Linked DNA regions of Mus musculus: region 2 is linked to region 1. Evidence: chromatin contacts called from public promoter capture Hi-C data. All regions are on one chromosome and are shown on one strand. Each heading gives the region's core, a stretch centred on a gene start, on an enhancer-like site or on the middle of the called end of the contact. The rest is flanking DNA. Distances are from core to core; before and after follow the strand shown.

Evidence for each region. Capture Hi-C pulls out chosen DNA fragments and counts their contacts.
Region 2: a promoter capture Hi-C map of adipose tissue shows a contact between it and region 1, with 2.0 times the contacts expected there. The contact joins the promoter of Ctf1 here to the promoter of Tbx6 in region 1. A contact is called at or near these places in 2 of 39 promoter capture datasets (embryonic stem cells and pre-B cells), 1 of 484 Hi-C or Micro-C datasets (liver), 6 of 115 datasets of contacts at active chromatin or transcription factors (bone marrow-derived macrophages, double positive thymocytes, embryonic limb bud and 3 more) and 3 of 9 other capture datasets (adipose tissue, liver and macrophages).

Annotation. Positions count from the first base shown.
Region 1 is chr7:126,779,026-126,783,548 of GRCm38.p6, reverse strand. It overlaps Tbx6 (T-box 6), which reads right to left and starts at 2,066. Exons shown (of 8, transcript NM_011538.2): 1 at 1,925-2,066; 2 at 1,602-1,836; 3 at 437-704; 4 at 198-344; 5 at 49-119. The coding sequence starts at 2,042. Ypel3 (yippee like 3) reads right to left here. Exons shown (of 5, transcript NM_025347.3): 5 at 3,039-3,522. The coding sequence ends at 3,433.
Region 2 is chr7:127,710,331-127,714,853 of GRCm38.p6, reverse strand. It overlaps Ctf1 (cardiotrophin 1), which reads right to left and starts at 2,151. Exons shown (of 3, transcript NM_007795.2): 1 at 2,075-2,151; 2 at 811-929. The coding sequence starts at 2,099.

The DNA of each region.
Region 1 (4,523 bases), core at 817-3,316:
CCCGGCACACAATAATTAGTAAGCATTCCCTGAATGAATGATGCCCACCTCTTACAGTTTCTGCCATTTTCTCGGAAACCTTTGGCAAAGGGATTGGCTGCGATCTTCAGCTGTGTGATCTGAGGACACACACGCAGGTCAAAGCCCCTGTAGCCTGGGCGACAGTCACTGACCCTCCCTCAAGCAAGGCCACTCACCCTAGGGTTCTGGTAGGCTGTCACAGAGATGAATGTGGTCTCAGGAAATCGGAAGGAGGCCACACCCCCCCAGTGTTGGCTGCATAGTTGGGTGGCTCTCACCAGGTGGATGCGAGGCTGGTACTTGTGCATCGAGTGCAAGATCAGCTGGGAGGGAAGAAACGAGGTGACTCCCAGCCGTCACCTTCCTCCCATTACCACCCTAACACCCCACCAAGGAGTCCCAGCCTGGGCCTCACGTGGCCATGGGGGTCCAGTGTGCTGTTGGTGAGCTTAACACGATGGAAGGATACGGGCTGCCGCATCCAGTGGGCACCAGTGGCAGGAGAGTCAGGGTGAATGTAGACACGGTCGGGTAGGCGGGGTTCAGCCTTGCCACTTGGCTCCCAGTGCTGGCCCTGCCAGCGGTATCGGGCCCCATCCACTGGAACCACATCCAGAAGAAACAAGTAGCGGGCCTCTGGGTCCAGGCCAGTGACTGATACTCGGCAAGCAGGGAACATGCGCCTGCGCAGGGAAAGGGGAAGGAGGAGAGGCCTGGAGCTACCCTCTAACAGCTGTGAGCCCAGCATCAGTGAAGGAACTAGCAATAGGCACCTCAGTTTTGGCACGGTAAAGCCAGAGAGGTGTAACTAGGTTCTCCAGCAGAGTCTAAGAGCCATTGTACAGATGGGCAAAGGGGACAGACAGGTTAGGGGTTCTGACAGGCCGGAGCAGGTTAATCTCCCCACCTGCCCCTTCACTCTCTCCATCCTAGTTACAACATGGTACAATTCTGTCTCCGAGCCCTTGCCACATCCTGTCCAGGCTCCTGCCCCCTGCCCCCTGTAACTCTCTTTGCAGAAACAGTGGTAACTATTTTCTTCCTGAAGCCTTAGGAGCCTCTTGCTCCCCACCTTGGTGCAGCACTGACCTCTGTGGCAGCAAAGACTAACTTTCTTCAGAAATAATAGGTGCTGGGCCCTGGGGACAGGATTTAGCCTGGGGTTCAGGCCTTAGAGACCTTGCCAGAGCTCACACGGTAGGCAATCACCTTCCTTCAGGGTGAGCTGGGACTTAGTCACACACGGCCCCTGATCCTGGACAGATTCTCCCACACTGGTCACTGACTGGTCCTTGACCCTTCTCATAGGCTGTCTGCTTCTGAGTTAGGCCACATGCCAATCTACAACCCAGCCAGGCTGACCTTTCTGACCCTTGATAGAATGGCTCCTAAACCCAGTCACAAACTCGCCAGCCTGATCCTTAAACCTCGACACAGTGTAACTCCTGTTAGTCCAGGGTCACAGTGTCAGGCCATAGTTAGATTCTGCTGTCTGGGTTGTCCTAGCCCTGAAGGGGCCCCTAACCCTAGCTCTGTCCCAGGAATTCTCTTTTCTAAAAGCTGACTTGGCCGTCCCTCACCTGCCAGCCTTGGTGATGATCATCTCTGTCCCCACAGCGCTGAATTCCTTCCACAGTTCCTGGTTCTCCAAGCTCAGGCTGACCCCAGGAAGCGAGTGAAGGGCCTCTGGGGGTGGCGGTGCTGTCTCGGGGCCCAGAGCAGATGGGAGAAGGGGCAAAGGAGCGGCTGCAGCCAGAGTGTGGGGAGCTGCCTCGATCCCAGAGAGGAAGCAATCCAGTTTAGAAGTATCCAAATCTGGAGATGTGGGAAGAATGAGGATCCAGGGGAGGGCCACATATTCCCAGTTTCCTGCCCCTTACCCAGAGCCAATCCAACCGCTCACCAGGGTAGCGGTAACCCTCTGTCAGGGCAGGTGGGAAGGTGGAGTCTGCCCCAGGCTGGGGGTGTCCCAGACGGTAGCCAGTCCCCAGGGAGGGGTACAACTCTCGTGGATGGTACATGTTGTAGTTTCTTCTGGCCTTGTGTCCCGTTGCTAGAATCCGGGGTCTAAGGGATGCCCCCTTTATAGCTCACAGCACAGCCCCTTCCAAACCAGAGATCACAGCCCCTCCCCTCCTTGGGGCCCTGGAGGTGGGCTGGAATGGAGACCCCTGGGGCCTAGAAGGGGTCCAAGAGGAGGCCGGATACCTGGGTACCCTCCCCTCTCCCTCGCAGCTTCACTAGTCCCGACCCCCTACCCCCTCATTACATAATTAACTCCTCGGTCTGATTGATCCCTAGGGCTAAGACAGGGACGCAGTTTGGCGCTTCCGGCCAGCTGGTCTCCGTTCCCACGGTGGGGGCAGACCGGCTAGGGGGCAGGGGTGGGATCTGGATCCTGGCACCGAGCCTAGGATCCCGGGTTAGACCCTAAAGCCCCAGACTTTCTGGAAGGTGACCCCCTCCCTTTTTTTCACTTGGAGGACTAGCCTTGCGAAGTGAACGCGAGGACAAGTGCAGGGTTGATGTCTGAGCTGATACGCCAGACACTGGGCATCTTCAAGAGACCGAGGCAGAGGACTAAAGCCTAGAGTCCTCCCTGGTTTATAGTCTGAAAAGCCTCCAAGTCTCAAAAGTTGAGGGGCGTGCACAGTTACACATCTATGGTATCTCGTGCAAAAAGCGCAAGGTCTCACGCCGAGAACATTTCAACTACACTTCCCAGTAGGCACCGCGCCAGTCGCACGTAAAGGCCACAGGCAACCTGTGCTGGGATCCCTGGGAATTGTAGTTCAGACTGGGGCGGCAAAGCCAGAGAATTGGTGGTCTTCTCTGACGCTTGCCCCCGAGGAACGAAAGCCAGGACTAACATAGGCAAGATGTCAGGAGCAAGATTAGTTTGGTCTACTGTTCCTACTCCATTCCCCCTGCTGAGGGCTCTGAATGGAACCCATCTATAGGGAAGGAACTTGGATTCCAGGTCCCCTCTCTGTATTCCATGTGAGCCAGGGGCTGTCTCCATTCCATTGTTTTATTATTTACAAATGCTACAGAACGAGAACAGACACGTTGCAGGTAAGAGGGATCCAGTGGGAGAGATTCACAGAAAGGTGGTGCACCAGGGCCATGAGAGCAGCACACAGGCCTTATCTATGGGACAGGCAAGACAGGAAGGGGTTAAAAAATGAGATCCAAGCCAGCCAGATCGCAGGGAGGTGCAGGGGGTGGGGGTACAATCCCCCTCTTTGTCTCCCCCCAAGGTCACAGTGCATGCAATAAAATGTATGTACAGGAGCTGGGTCCTTCCCCTGTGGGGGCCCTGAGGGTCCAGAGCTCCCTTCAGGAGGAGCGAAACCAGTGGCTCCCCCTGGCGGCCAGGCCAGGCTGAAGCCACATGCGGCAGGAGCTAGGTCAGTCCCAGCCGTTGTCTTTGATCATGTGGTTGAGTTCAATGATGTATTTCCCCTCTTTGTACTTCTGGCTGCTCTCAAAGGCTTGCTCCTGGAAGGAGAGAAAGGGCTGCCAGGCACAGACAATACTTTTACCACTAGGCAATGGGGTTTTGGGAATGAATACCATTGGTCTTGGTTTATATATGAAAAACAAAAAACAAAAAACCCTGTGGCCCAGAGAAGCTCAGCTGCCTGCCCAGACACCACTTTTCCTCACTGGGAAGAGAGAGAACTCTGAAGCACGGGTAGTTCTGAAAATCAATGACAGCTCCAACAGGGAGGATTTGGAAGCCCCTACAAGATTTCAAGGTCCAAGGATTACAAACTGGTGGCCTAAGGGCCATTTCAACCTAAGGTAGTTTTGTTTAGATAGCAGAGAGCTTAATATAAACAACTTTAGGAGTTGGGGATGTTTATCTTGTGGGAGGGCCTGGATTCAATACAAGCACCACATTAAAAAAAAAAAAAAAACAATAAAACTTACAACTAAATGATAACTATATATATACTCACTTCATTTTGCCCCAGCCTGCTTTCTCTGCCCTATATCTACCCATTTATAAACCCACAGTATCTGCTTGCTCTTTTTTTGTTTTGTTTTTGCTTTTGTTTTTCGAGACAGGGTTTCTCTGTGCAGTCCTGGCTGTCCTGGAACTCACTCAGTAGACCAGGTTGGCCTTGAACTCAGAAATCCGCCTGCCTCTGCCTCCCAAGTGCTGGGATTAAAGGCGTGTGCCACCACGCCCGGTTCTGCTTGGTCTTATAGACATTTGAAGGATTTTGTTGTACTTTGAGACAGGGTCTACATAGCCCTGGGTGTCCTGGAGCTCACTAGGCTGGCCTAGAACTCAGACATCATCTGCCTCTGCTTCCTCAGTGCTGAGATTAAAGGCGTGCGCCACCACACACTGCTGACATTTGAGTTTTTAACCTCTGGTCTAGGCTACATTTTAGGATTTCAGAGGGGCCAAGCCACCTGTGCAAAGACACACAGGAAATCTGTGGCAGGGTCAGAGGTAAAGTAAGATTAGGACTGTCTTTGCAATGGGG
Region 2 (4,523 bases), core at 902-3,401, 930 kb before region 1:
CTGGCAGGACACGGGTGAAACAGGATTCCAGGGAAGAGCTAGGGAGCCCTCCTGAGTTTGGAGGAGCTCAAAAGGAAGGTAAACTAGTTTGGTAGAAGGACAGCTAGAAAGAGATTTCTAAAGAGCTAGCAGTGTAGGCCAGGCAGTGGTGGTGCACGCCTTTAATCCCAGCACTTGGGAACAGAGGCAGGCAGATTTCTGAGTTCAAGGCCAGGCTGGTCTACAGAGTGAGTTCCAGGACAGCCAGGGCTACACAGAGAAACCCTGTCTTGAAAAAAAGAAAAGAGAGAGACAGAGAGAGAGAAAGCTAGCAGTTTAGTTGAAAAATCAAGCTTGTAAATAGATATTTTGTAAGTAGTTAAGAAAATAAAATTCCCTAAGTTCAAGGGCTTATACACAGCTCCCACCTCATGTCTCTTTTATGGGTACAGATATTAGTTACATTTAAAAGAATAAATATTACAGGGTCCTTTACTGTGTGGCCAGAAGAAAGTTAACATTCCCCTCAGAAACTTTTGATTTCCACTGCTGGGGCTGAGATGGAAGAAATGGGTGGCTGAAGACATCTGTGAGCAATCACCCTCATTCCATGCCCCAACCCTACACCTCCTCACATATTCCTCCACCAACCTACAACTCCTCACATATTCCTCCACCATCCTTAGACCTCCTCACGTATTCCTCCACCAACCCTACAGCTCCTCACGTATTCTTCCACCAACACTACATCTCCTTATATATTCCTCCACCATCCCTGCATCTCCTCACGTACTCCTCACGTATTCCTCCACCATCCCTACACCTACTCACGTATTCCTCCAGAAGTTGTTCTGCATATTTGGTCAGGAGGCGGGCAAGGTTGTGTGTCTGGCGGATCTTGGCCTCCAAATGGGGTAGGAATGAGATTGAGGAGTCAGTCTGGTGGTCTTCTGGTGGGAAAGAGAAGGAAGTGAGAGGTTATAAAGGCAACCAAACCCCACTCCTTAACCATCTTTCCCAAGCTGGCTCTCCCTGAACCCAGAGTCTCTGCTCTGGATGCTAATATTCAACCTACGAAGAATCTGCCCCATCCCAGGCACCAGATCTCCACCAAGCAGTTTCTCTACATAGATGTCTCTCCTGTCCTCAGGTCACTATTGAAATACTACTAGGACCAAATTCAAATACCTCCTTCTTAGTGCTGCCTCCAAGTTCTCCCTATTCTCAAATCAATTTCTTCCTTCCACTTTAGGGAATTTGTTCATACTTCCAAAGTAGCTTCTTTTATCCGTGTGAATCTGTCTGATCCTGAGACTCCTCACTCTACATCACCGATACTATCCAGAAACTCTTTAAGGTCAAAGTTCACATATCTTTGGATTTCTCCAACTCTTGTTTGAATTCAGTCAGCATCTCTGAAGCACTGAACGCGCCTTTCCGGCCCCTTGTACAGATAGAGAAACCGAAGACCTATTCCCTTCATGTTGCTCCTATGTGACCTGCTAGGCTCAGCAGCATCAATGAATCAACGACAGGATGGCCTTCCCTGTTTAGAGGGTGGTGCCACGGGAAGCCGACTACATTTCCCAATATGTATGTTGCCGGGACCCCAATGCATGCTGGGGAATGTAGTCCTGACCCGACAATCCCCTCCGTCGGAGTTTCCCACCGCCAGCCGAGATCTCCGAAGCCTGTATTTTGAGCTCTCGTCACTTGTAGCTTCTTCGAAGATCAAAGACTTCCTTAACTCGGCCTCTCCCTCCAGTCTTTCAGCTTTGACTCTTTCCTAATTCTCAAGAAGCACTATTATCCTGTTCCAACCCGACCCCAGCCCCTTTTCAGGGTGTACTCACCCATATATATTCGGTGATCTAACCCCTGAACCCAAGGCCCTGAAGCCTCAATTCCTTGCGCCTGCTCTTTCTCCCAACTCACCCGCTGGTTACCTGACACCGGCGTCTCCTCTCCCCCGCCCAGGCCGTTCCCCTCCCAGACTTGGGGGTGGGGTGGTGCTGACAGACATCCAAACCCCAGCTTTCGATCCCCCCGACTCCTATTCACCAAGGACACAGGATCAAGTCATTCAACCCCTTACCCAGACTTCCCTCCCTCTGGCTCATGCTGGCCCCAGGCTTATCCAGGTTCCCTCAACACACCCCTCCGGGGGAGGAGGAGGGGAGGGGGAAAAAGGGGGAAAGGGCTAGGGGCGTGGCTCGGGCTCGGCCAATCATAGTTCAGACCCCAAATATTTCCTTCCCACCATTACTTTCAGTCAAAATTCCTTGGCCCAGAGCTCAGTAACCGGCTTGTGAGCTTAGACTGGGAAGGGGCCAGAATTGGGAGGCAGGTGTTGGCACAGTGAATGGGAACTTGGGCCTTTAAGGCAGTTCTGTGTCCTGTTGGGAGGAGACTCAGGCTCAGACCTGAGGTAGAGCCTGTTTATTGGCTGCTTTGGAGGGAAAAGCTGGGAAACCTGAGAGGAAAGGTGCAAGGCTGGCAGGAGAAGAATGCAGGCAGGACTTCCTTTTTGGGGAAGACAAAGAGAGGCCAGGGAAGCCTTGTTTAGATTAGGGTCCACCTAAGGCACGCACCCCCTGGTCTAGTTATCTTAAATGCCTTCTAATTTCTCTGTCACACTGATCAGAAGTGAGACTGTTCCTCACCTTACCGTTAGAGACCCTCGCACGCACACATCTGTGTGTGTACTAAGGCATTCAGACCCAGCCTTCTACACAGGCAAGCACGAGCTTCAGGGAGGTCACACCCGAACAGCAACTCATTAACGTTGGGGTAGACACGGAAAGGACTGGACACACTTGCCTCTATAATTGGTTCCCAAGCACCTACTCTTGTCTTTGGCTCTGGCACAGAGAGGACCCAGATGATGAGGCGTCAGATGAAGGAGTATAGGCATATATTTTTTTTCTTTTTGCAACCTACTTTTAATAAACGTTTAACCTCTCCTCTTGCCCACCACCCATGAGAGGCAGTGGAAGAGAAAAGTTGTTAGAATATGGGGGAGGTGGACCTTCTCAGCAATAGTTCTTTGGGGGGCAAGCTTGGTCTCCTTTGTCAGCAGTTCAGTCCCATAGCAAACACCAAACACTCAGCAGCTACAGTCCAGTCCTCTAGGCAGGCAGACGCCATGCACAAACCAGCAGCTGTAGTTTAATCCTGAAGAAACTGCAAGGCTCACCAACTGGCCCAAGGCCACTGAAGCAGCAGCTGCCACAGGAACCTCAGGAGCAGCTCTTGGCTGGGTTTCTCTCAATGGTGGTGTAACCACAAGTTGAGCTCAACAACAGTATGTAAGGTGAACCAATACACTCGTGTTCTTAGGGAAGTACAGCAAGGCGGAGCAAACCACACCAATGCTCAGTGTCCCACTGACCCTGGGGTCACATTTCTACTCCTTCATCATGGGACCTTTCACCTGTGTCTGCTTCAGGACAACATTCTTTCATGTGTCTGCTTAACAAGACATCCTTTCACCTGTGTGCCCCAGCAAACTATCATTTGATATAACTGACTTTCCAAACCAGAAGTTTCCACTTGAGTGGAGCTTGTGAGAAAGGAAACTGGAAAAGCCTGCGTGAGAGGGTTAACACAAGCAGACTGTCAGAACAAAGTTCACTGGCAGAGCACACCATAGGTGAATGGTGAGGCCACAATGTCAGCAGTGGCCACACACACACACTAACCAGCAGTATGTATTGGGTATTCATGTGTGCCAAGCACTATCCTGAATGCTTGTATATACACATTAACTCATTCCATAATAGAGGAGGCAATGAGACAAATGACTTGCCCACGGTCACGCAGGTGTGACAAGCAGAGATTTTACTTCTTACCGTTTGGAAACGCTGCCAGTCATGGTGGACATGGTCACACCAAAACGTCACAGACACCCCTCACACACATAGCACAGCAGACTCGTCCTATCTAGTGACAGCGCAGCTTCAAATAAAAATCATGCGAGACACTCTCATCTTCTTCCCTTTCATTTGAGTGTGTGTCGGGGCCATGTGTGCGTCTGAGTGGGTGCTGGAGGAGACAAGAAGGCATGGACTCCCCTGGAGGGGATTTACAGGCAGTGCGACATGGGTGCTGGGAACCAAACTACTATTCTCTGGGAAAGCAGTAAGAGCTTTTAACCAGGAAGCCACGTCGTCGTCTCCAGCCCCCGCTTTCTTTCTTTCTTCTTGAGATTGGGTCTTACTATGTATCTCATTATTGGACCAGGCTGACCTCAAACATGTAGAGATCTGTCTGCCTCTGCCTCCTGGGTGCTGGGATTAAAGTGTGAGCCACCACATCTGGCCTTTTTTCTTTTAAAGGAAAAACCAAAACGTCTCTCATTTATTTTGCCTGTGTATGATGTGTAAGAGGTGTGGAGGTCTGAGAGCTGTCAGGAGTGGGTTCCCTCTTCTATCACATGGGCTCCCAATTTTTGAGCTTGGGTCATCAGGCTTTGTGGCAAATGCCTTATTCACTGAGACATCTTGACAGCATCCATTTTAAGTAAACCTTTAGCTGAACTATAA